2 separate regions of the Mus musculus genome follow, and region 2 is linked to region 1. The links are chromatin contacts, called in public HiChIP or PLAC-seq maps. All regions are on one chromosome and are shown on one strand. Each heading gives the region's core, a stretch centred on a gene start, on an enhancer-like site or on the middle of the called end of the contact. The rest is flanking DNA. Distances are from core to core; before and after follow the strand shown. Region 1 overlaps Ahi1 (Abelson helper integration site 1). Region 2 overlaps Sgk1 (serum/glucocorticoid regulated kinase 1).

What was found. HiChIP or PLAC-seq counts read pairs in DNA pulled down with a chosen protein or histone mark.
Region 2: a contact with region 1 is called in an H3K27ac HiChIP or PLAC-seq map of embryonic stem cells, with 5 times the contacts expected there. The contact joins two enhancer-like sites. A contact is called at or near these places in 5 of 115 datasets of contacts at active chromatin or transcription factors (astrocytes, embryonic stem cells, epiblast stem cells and 1 more).

The regions. Positions count from the first base shown.
Region 1 is chr10:21,025,314-21,029,162 of GRCm38.p6, reverse strand. All of the region lies in intron 18 of Ahi1 (Abelson helper integration site 1), which reads right to left. Among named protein-coding and RNA genes, the nearest start is that of Gm20149, 17 kb to the left of the region's middle. Within about 2 kb of position 2,137, at least 51 of the 459 cell types and tissues checked have an H3K27ac peak or open chromatin away from gene starts, as enhancers often do. A contact at or near this core is called in embryonic stem cells, where this site is marked.
Region 2 is chr10:21,981,006-21,985,087 of GRCm38.p6, reverse strand. The region is part of intron 3 of Sgk1 (serum/glucocorticoid regulated kinase 1); the gene reads right to left. Among named protein-coding and RNA genes, the nearest start is that of Gm34267, 76 kb to the left of the region's middle. Within about 2 kb of position 2,722, at least 16 of the 459 cell types and tissues checked have an H3K27ac peak or open chromatin away from gene starts, as enhancers often do. A contact at or near this core is called in embryonic stem cells, where this site is marked.

The DNA.
Region 1 (3,849 bases), core at 888-3,387:
CTTGATCTTGAGGTCTCTCCTTCCCAGAAGGCCAGACTCCTAAATCTCATCTCCATTTTTAGCTGACGACTTTCAATAAGTGATGGATATTCATTTTCAGAAAACACTACCAGTAACTTTTATGATATCATAGACACTCACTACTCACCCCAAACTGACTAAACCACAAAATGCAAAAGCTCTTAAGTTCTCTCAGGGAAGCCCTGGGACTATTCCAGTACAGATACTCTCTTCAGCCTGAGGAGAGTAAATGAGAAAATGTAGGCAGCTCTCTTCCTCCCAAAGCTCGTAGTAGATACAACTTTTTTTTTTAAGATTTATTTATTTATTATATGTAAGTACACTGTAGCTGTCTTCAGACACTCCAGAAGAGATTCAGTTATCATTATAGATGGTTGTGAGCCACCATGTGGTTGCTGGGATTTGAACTCAGGGCCTTTGGAAGAGCAGTCTTAACCACTGAGCCATCTCTCCAGCCGGTAGATACAACTTAAGATGCTTAAAACCAGGCTTTATCCTGTAATAGATCTAATGAAGAATTACCCTGAGTCACAGGAATTTATAAAGGAAAGAGGAATTATTATTTATGAAAACACTACCAGTAACTTTTATGATATCATAGACACTCACTACTTTAGTTACAGATGCACCCACTCTAAGTCAGGTAGCAAATAAAATACTTAAAAAAAAAACCTTCCCATTTGTAGAATCAGAATGGTTGCTACAAACACTGGTGGGAAATGCTAGCAGTGCCGGCTGCACAAGGCTGGGAGGGGGGAGGGGAGGGGAGGCTCTCACCGCAAAGCATCATGGGAGCTGCGAGCAGTGAACGAGTGGCCTGAGGACAAGGCTGTACTCATTTTCTTTAAAAAAACACGCAGTAAGTTTATTATCAGAAAAGAAAGTAAAGAACAACTTGTCCTAAATTTGAGTACTTTGAAATGAATTCTAATATTAATTTATATGCCTTATTATGTGAAAATATGCGAAGTTGTCAACTTCATTTGAAAACTATAAAGATGGTAAAATGCAATCAATGGTTGAAGAAAGCCTATTAAGACAGTGAAAGTCTTGTTCTCATGTCAACATGACTCAGCCATTTTACCAGAGCCTCCTCTCCTTGCTCCTCTCACCCCGCCTTGAGTGAACCAAAGTCCCCTCTCTTCCTCCCTGGAGGCACAGTGCTAACTCACAGGCACGGAGCACTTTGGCCTGATTGATTATTCAGTCCTCCGCTTCAGCTGATGGAACGGAAGAGGTTTTGCCGCCTAACAGTTTTAGTCAGTACACCTACAAAGCTCTCTTTTGAAATAATACCCATGGATCATTTGAGGAAGAATTCAGACGAGATTCCTGAAGTGTGCGTCATTGAACACAGGGCTTTGTTTCCCTTTCTAAAATGTAGTGGAAAATTAGAGAACTTTACATATTTTTATTTGAAAAGTAAATATTACTTTTCATCTCTAATATAAAAAAGACCACTCAAGGCCATAGCTTATGTACAGACTAAATTCTCTCTGCTAACTGCTACTAGACTCTCATGCTCTGACCTAACTGATAGAAGTAGGAGATAAACACAATTTCTGTGAAAGTTGCTGGCCAAGCTAGCCTCAAACTCCCTCCTGATCTTTAGCTCCGGATCCTCCTGCCTCTGCCTCCGGAGTGTAGAATTTACAAACGCTTTCTTTTAGTAATAGTGTCAGAGTCATGTTGATAAAAGATCCTAAACTCTTAACTAAGGAAGTTTGTAATTAAGAGCATTACTCACATCCAATTAAAGCAACAATCCTTTACCAAATGATTTTCTTGGGATCAGATATAGACTTGAGTAGAAGTAGACAGAAGAGAACTGAAGTCTATACAGTACCCACAGGCCATGCACAGTGTTAAAATTAAGGTTTGAGTTCCTAAGTCACACGAGTGATATTTCATGTACTCAACATTCACATGAGGCTCAGGGGCTACAATAATGGACTGCGCACAACTGGAGCTCAGGAAAGATGACTAGGATAAGTCTAAGACATCAGACAGTCACTGCTACCTGAGTACCAAAGATGCTGGCATATGCAGGGGAAGAAAGAGCAGAGCTGTGGGGGAACAGTCTATTTAAGCCTGTCAGGGACCAGGAAGCATCTAGCATAAGGAAAGAAAGAGGACTGACTCGCAAGATAAGAAAAAACCCAACAGAGTGTGGTGTCCAGGAAACCACGCATTAGGAAGTAACCAGATGTATTCAAAGCTGGTGATCGGTCAAGGAAGATAAGGAGAAGAACTGGCCACTGGCATTAGCAGCTGCGAGGGCCACTGGTAAGCTTGAAAAGAATATATTAGAAATGTTAAACTTTCATACAATGGAAAATGTCTAGGAACATGTAGGGACAGACTTTCCTTTGGAGTGTGTGAGGTCGTTCATGTGGATGTCATCTTTGCTATGATAAAAGCTATGAACCTGTAACCAGCACATCTGGTCGAAGTCAAACTGAAAGAACCCTGGGATAAATAAAGATTCGAAGGTTAGAAAAAAAGCCAAGTAGGCTGAAAGCCCTAAATAACAGGGGTTTGCCCAGCACTTCTCCTGGGGGCAGCCAGGAGAAGCAGAAGCAGTCTCCAAAAGTAACACTGGAAGAGCGAAGGCTGCTAGCGTGCAGCCCCAGCCAGCTGTTCTCACTTTGGCAAGTGTCCTGACATAGTTTTCTTGTTTATCCTAAATATAAACTGCACATTGTTTGTCCTAGCCACAAATGTAAAGTTTTAATAAGTATGCGTGGGCAAATGAATGAGTGAGATTACAGCTGTCCACACATTAGAATAGGTAAGTCATACAACTAGTCCTTCATCTTTAGAAATTTACAACAAATAAAGAAAAGCCATTGGCATGAAGAAAAACACAGAAGCGAATAAAAGCAACCGAAGACAGGAAACCTCCGAACAGAAACTCTGGAAGTCTTAGCAGGATGCAATGCACCCACCCACGGCACAGAACGATGAGAAGTTATCAGAGAGAACCGGGCAACCCATCAGCTGTGAGGCAGAACACAGAACCAGAGAGCTCTGCGGAAGGTTAACAACAGAAAGGCTGGCGGTGTCAAAGGTGAATCTAAAGCCTTCCCAGGAAGACTGGCAGTGAGTCACAGAAGCTCTGAGGACCCCACACCCACTCACAGCAACGTTGTCATGGCAATCAGTGTCCCACTACACAACTGTGAGACAGAACATCTCCTGTCAGATTGGTTGTTATATTTACTTCTGTCACATATGTAGTAGCTCTGTTATACCTGCCCTAGCCTTCCAATTTTACATTTGAACTTCCCATTCAAGATGTTATAGTCTGATAGTTCCACAAATCTCCAGAGTATAAACAGGACAAATCAAGAACTGATTAACACACCAACTAGAAGGCTTTACACATGGTAGGTATCAGAATATCATCAAGTGTGAATTCACTACTCCTCACATAGCCTACTGTTTTGGAACCCTCACCAGAGATGAGCATGGTTTCTAACTCTGTGTGTCACCAGTGTCCTCAGCGAGAGCACTGTGGACAATTCAGGTAGGTTAGCTATTTGGAGTGGCAGGGATGCTGTCATGCTTTGCGGAATGTTTCATAGTGTCCTGCACGTCTATCCCTGATGCTGATATAGCATCCCCCAAATCTCCAGGTATCTTTAAATGTCCTGGGGCAAGATAATTCACCTCCAGCTGGGAGTCACTAGTATTTAGTTTTCTAGTCTTTTTTCTCTGTCTTGGCAGAGAATTTCAAGCAGAATTCTAAGATGATATGTGATAAAAATAAATATTGCAATTATGTATACTTATAAAAAATTGAATTCACACTTTGGTTATGTAGGG
Region 2 (4,082 bases), core at 1,473-3,972, 960 kb before region 1:
CATGAAAATGTCTTCTTGTCCTTTGCAAACTCAGAGAGGCTTAGCCCATACACCTCTTCCCCACGTGTCCTTGTCACTCTTTTTCCAACCATGTTCCTTCCACGTCTCTGACCATTCACTGAACCAGTGGCCACAGCCCAAGCATTGATATGCAGGAACTCTTGGGGCCCTCTTGCTTGCAATCAGTGTGTGTATCCAAATCCACTTTCTAAAGTTCTGCCCACTAAGAAGAGGTCTCTTCACTACTACTGTCTTTCAGGATATAGTGCTGTGGGGAATTTATCCATTTGCAGTCATATATGCATGCATGACAGTATCAGTCAGTAACATGATACCACTACACACACAGGCTTTGTATCACAGAGATACGAAAATGCAGTATAGCCCTGGTTTCTTTCATACCAAGCAATTAAAAACCTTAGATGTTGTATCCTGAAACTTGAACATCTCCATTCTTCTGCATACGGTAGAGGGTACAGTTGAGTATTTCCATAACTTTTCCTGCTAGGTTTGATACAGGTTTCATCCCACTCTGTGGCCAGTAATTTTCAACATTCTTTGCAAGTCTGTGCAAGATGAGCATTGCACCATTTATCAAGCAAAACTTAAAAATGAAAAAGATTATTCCGATGTCTGTCTATGCATTGAGACTGTCTATCCATTCAACCAATGGGTTTGAACACATCAAATGTCATCTCACACCAGTTTTGAACCTTGAAAAGAATTATCACCATGTTGAAACATGAAAACCACAGCTCTAGGGATGCCAGGGCACATCAACTTACTTCTCCCACAACAAAAAAAGCTCTGAAAGGCTGTGGCTCCTTCATCCTTTGTAGGAAATATTCATTAGTGCTCCTGGAATTGGCTGCCCTACAGTTGCAGGAGACAGGTAGAGCTGCCCATTTCCCTCTGGAGTTTTTTTTTTTTAAGTTTTGAAATGCATCCCCAATCTGGGGGTTACCAATAAGCCTTGCTCACCAGGGAGTTTAGGAGTCTGTAGATGTTTACAATTTTCTAGGATTTTGAAACAGGAAGAGTGGGATTATCTTCTCCCACCTTCGCATGCCTTGCAGTAAGTGATGCCCAATAAACACTGGAGGAATCTATGAATAAACCTATTCTCTCCATAGCTTGCCACATTTCTCCTACTTATCTTTCCTTCTTGGTTACAAATGCTAAGACAAATTTTGATGGGAATTATTTATTATGAAAGAGATCCTGAAGGCAAACTGTTGTTTTTACCTTTATATTAAAAAAATGTATGTTCAGAATTTCTGTGCTGAAGTTTCACAGCATAACTCCGCATAAGAGCACATCTGCATAAGGGCTTAAATATCTGCGTTTTCAAATTTTGGGTTGATTTCATTTTTAAGACAGGCTGCCATCCAGCATAAGCAAGCCCAGAATTCATCCATGTAGCTGAGGTCGCCTTAAACTCACCTTTCTACCTATGCCATCTGATCGCTGGGATTAGAAGCACACAGCCTCACACCTGGCCTTGTTTTTATCATGACGATAAATAACAAAGGGCAGAAATGGACACAACAAACAGCTTTTACATAACTCCTACCCGATGTTCTTCTGTCTCCTGCCTCCATCCCCCTAATCCTATGTTCTTAAATTTTTGCATTTTTGGAGATTACAGGTTTCTAAAAGTTTGAAATGGACACTATACGGTCCTCTGGACTATTTTTCCTTTCTGTCTCTTTTAAAAATAGCATTATAGATGGGCAGTGATGGCACAGCATTTAATCCCAGCACTCAGAAGGCAAAGACTGGTGGATCTCTGAGTTTGAAACCAGCCTGGTCTACAAAGTGAGTTTCAGGACAGCCAGGGCTACATAGAGAAACCCTGTCACAAAACAAAACAAAACAAAACAAAACAAAACAAAACAAAACAAAAATAATAAAAGCATCTCGCTGTAAAAGCTGCAGTGTGTCACAGAACATTGCATTAGTATGCTTTTTTGTCCAAACAGCTTTTCTTACAAATATTCATTGCAAGTTCAAGGTGCAAGGCTTATGACTTATGACTTAATCAGGACTCCTCTCGGCTATCCCGCTGTTGCCCTGTGTCTCTGAGACCCTGTAGCTTTGGCTCTGCCAGGCTAGCCCCTTCATGTGCTCAAGCAGTTCATAGTAGACAGGATAGATGCTGGAGTGGGCCGACTCTCCCAGGTGGGCCCTAGCTCTGGACCTGAGTGGGACCTGAGTTGGTCAGCCCTCCAGTTCTCCCTCACCCAAGCCCCTTGCTTTGCCCAGGTGAGGGGCAGGGACAGCTCTTCCTCGAGCCACAGCCACCAGAGAGGCAGCTGAGTTGGTCATTGTAGAATTAGTATGTTCTCATAAGGCTGTTGGTAATTATAATTCGAGTCATTTGTAAAGGTCTTGTGGAATTTTTCTCATTTTTAAGATTTAGTTTTTAGCATGTGGGTGTTTTGTCTGTGAGCCGTGTACATGCTTGGGGCCCAAGGAAGCCAGGTGTCAAATCTCCTGGAACTGGATGGTTATGAGCCACCGTGTGGGTGCTAGGACCCAAACCCACATCCTCTGGAAGGGCAGCCAGTGCTCTTAGCCACTGAGCTTTACACACTTCTTGTCTGATTTTCCATTATAATAGCTTGCAATGGTTGCAAGGTGGGTTTCAGACCCTGGACAAGCAGCCTATGTTCCTATTTAACATATCAAAGTAGACCTTGACTTTAAATTCTAAGGTGTGCCTGGCACACCCCACCCTCTACCCAGAACTTTCTACCCCAGAGGCTAAGCCTCCCCCTCCCCAAAGGCTCTTCCCTTTATAATCCAGATATTTTGCATGATATATCAATACCTACCTCTGTACCTTTACCTAAATCCATCTCTATCTCTCTATCTTGGCATGCCAATTGGCAGTTTCCCTGGCCCCACTCCTTGGAATCAGGGAATCCTCCTGAGAGCTGCCCCCAAATAAATCTGCACCCTTTTACTTTCAATTTTGTTTGAGTTGGCATGTCCTTCAATGGAGAAAACCTATTAATACGCAACAGTCTTTATGCAATTCTAACCCAGTTCCCGTGACTGAAAAACAGTTCACTCTTCTTACCTGCAGCTTCAAAAGATATCACTGTGCGATATGATATAGAAATGACGGAATCAGAAAGCAGAGATCTGGGTGCTTCTAATGCTAAAAGCCCCGTTTTGAGCCAGTAAACCCAGTTCACGTTTAAAAACAAGTTGAAAATAACACTTTTGTGTGTGTGTGTGTGTGTGTGTGTGTGTGTGTGTGTACATGTGCTGTGGTGGAAGGTAAGGCCTAAGGATCTGGAGTTTCAGGACAGCACAGGATAGCAGTGAGATCCTATTTCAACAGAACAAAATGAAACACAAAGCTATTTAACACAACTGCCCTATGAACGCCTCTGCTGGGCCCACCATACCTTAAACATACTCAAGATGCATCAGCAGACACTAGGACACCATGAGAGCAATCTACAGCCTAGGTTTACTGTCAAGATTACTTCTCAGTTTGAATTGTCCTTTTTCCCAAACACCTCTGTGTACATTCGAGCTAATGTCACAGCTTTGACATCACTGAAGCAGTAAAGGAGATCGAGCAGGGTTTCCAGTTCGGTCAGCATTAGGACACATCAGTAGGCTGAGTGAAGCACTCGCTCTACTGTCCTCATGGCCATTTCACTAACCACAAGGGATGATGGGAAACACAGGTGAGAGTGGGTAGGGGAAGAGTTTGAGAAGCCAACGTATGCCATTTAATGCCCATGAGGGCAGTGCAACCTAGCTACTACCATATAATTCTCCTCTAACAAAACAAAACTCTAATCAGCAGAAACGGCTGACTGCCGTGCATTTCCACATGGATCTTGGATGCCATTCAACACCCCCAGGCCACCCTGTGACAACCTTCTCCGAAGTCTCCTTGTATTCTCTCTTTTCTGTCAGTCTACACCATAAAAACCAGAGTTTGAATCAGGACCATTTTGTTTGGTTTTGGATGAACTCTACCCTAACATCTAATTCTATTCTCATTTGTTTCCTCCACTTACACACCTCCCTCTCCACCCATTCCCTTAAGAAGCTAA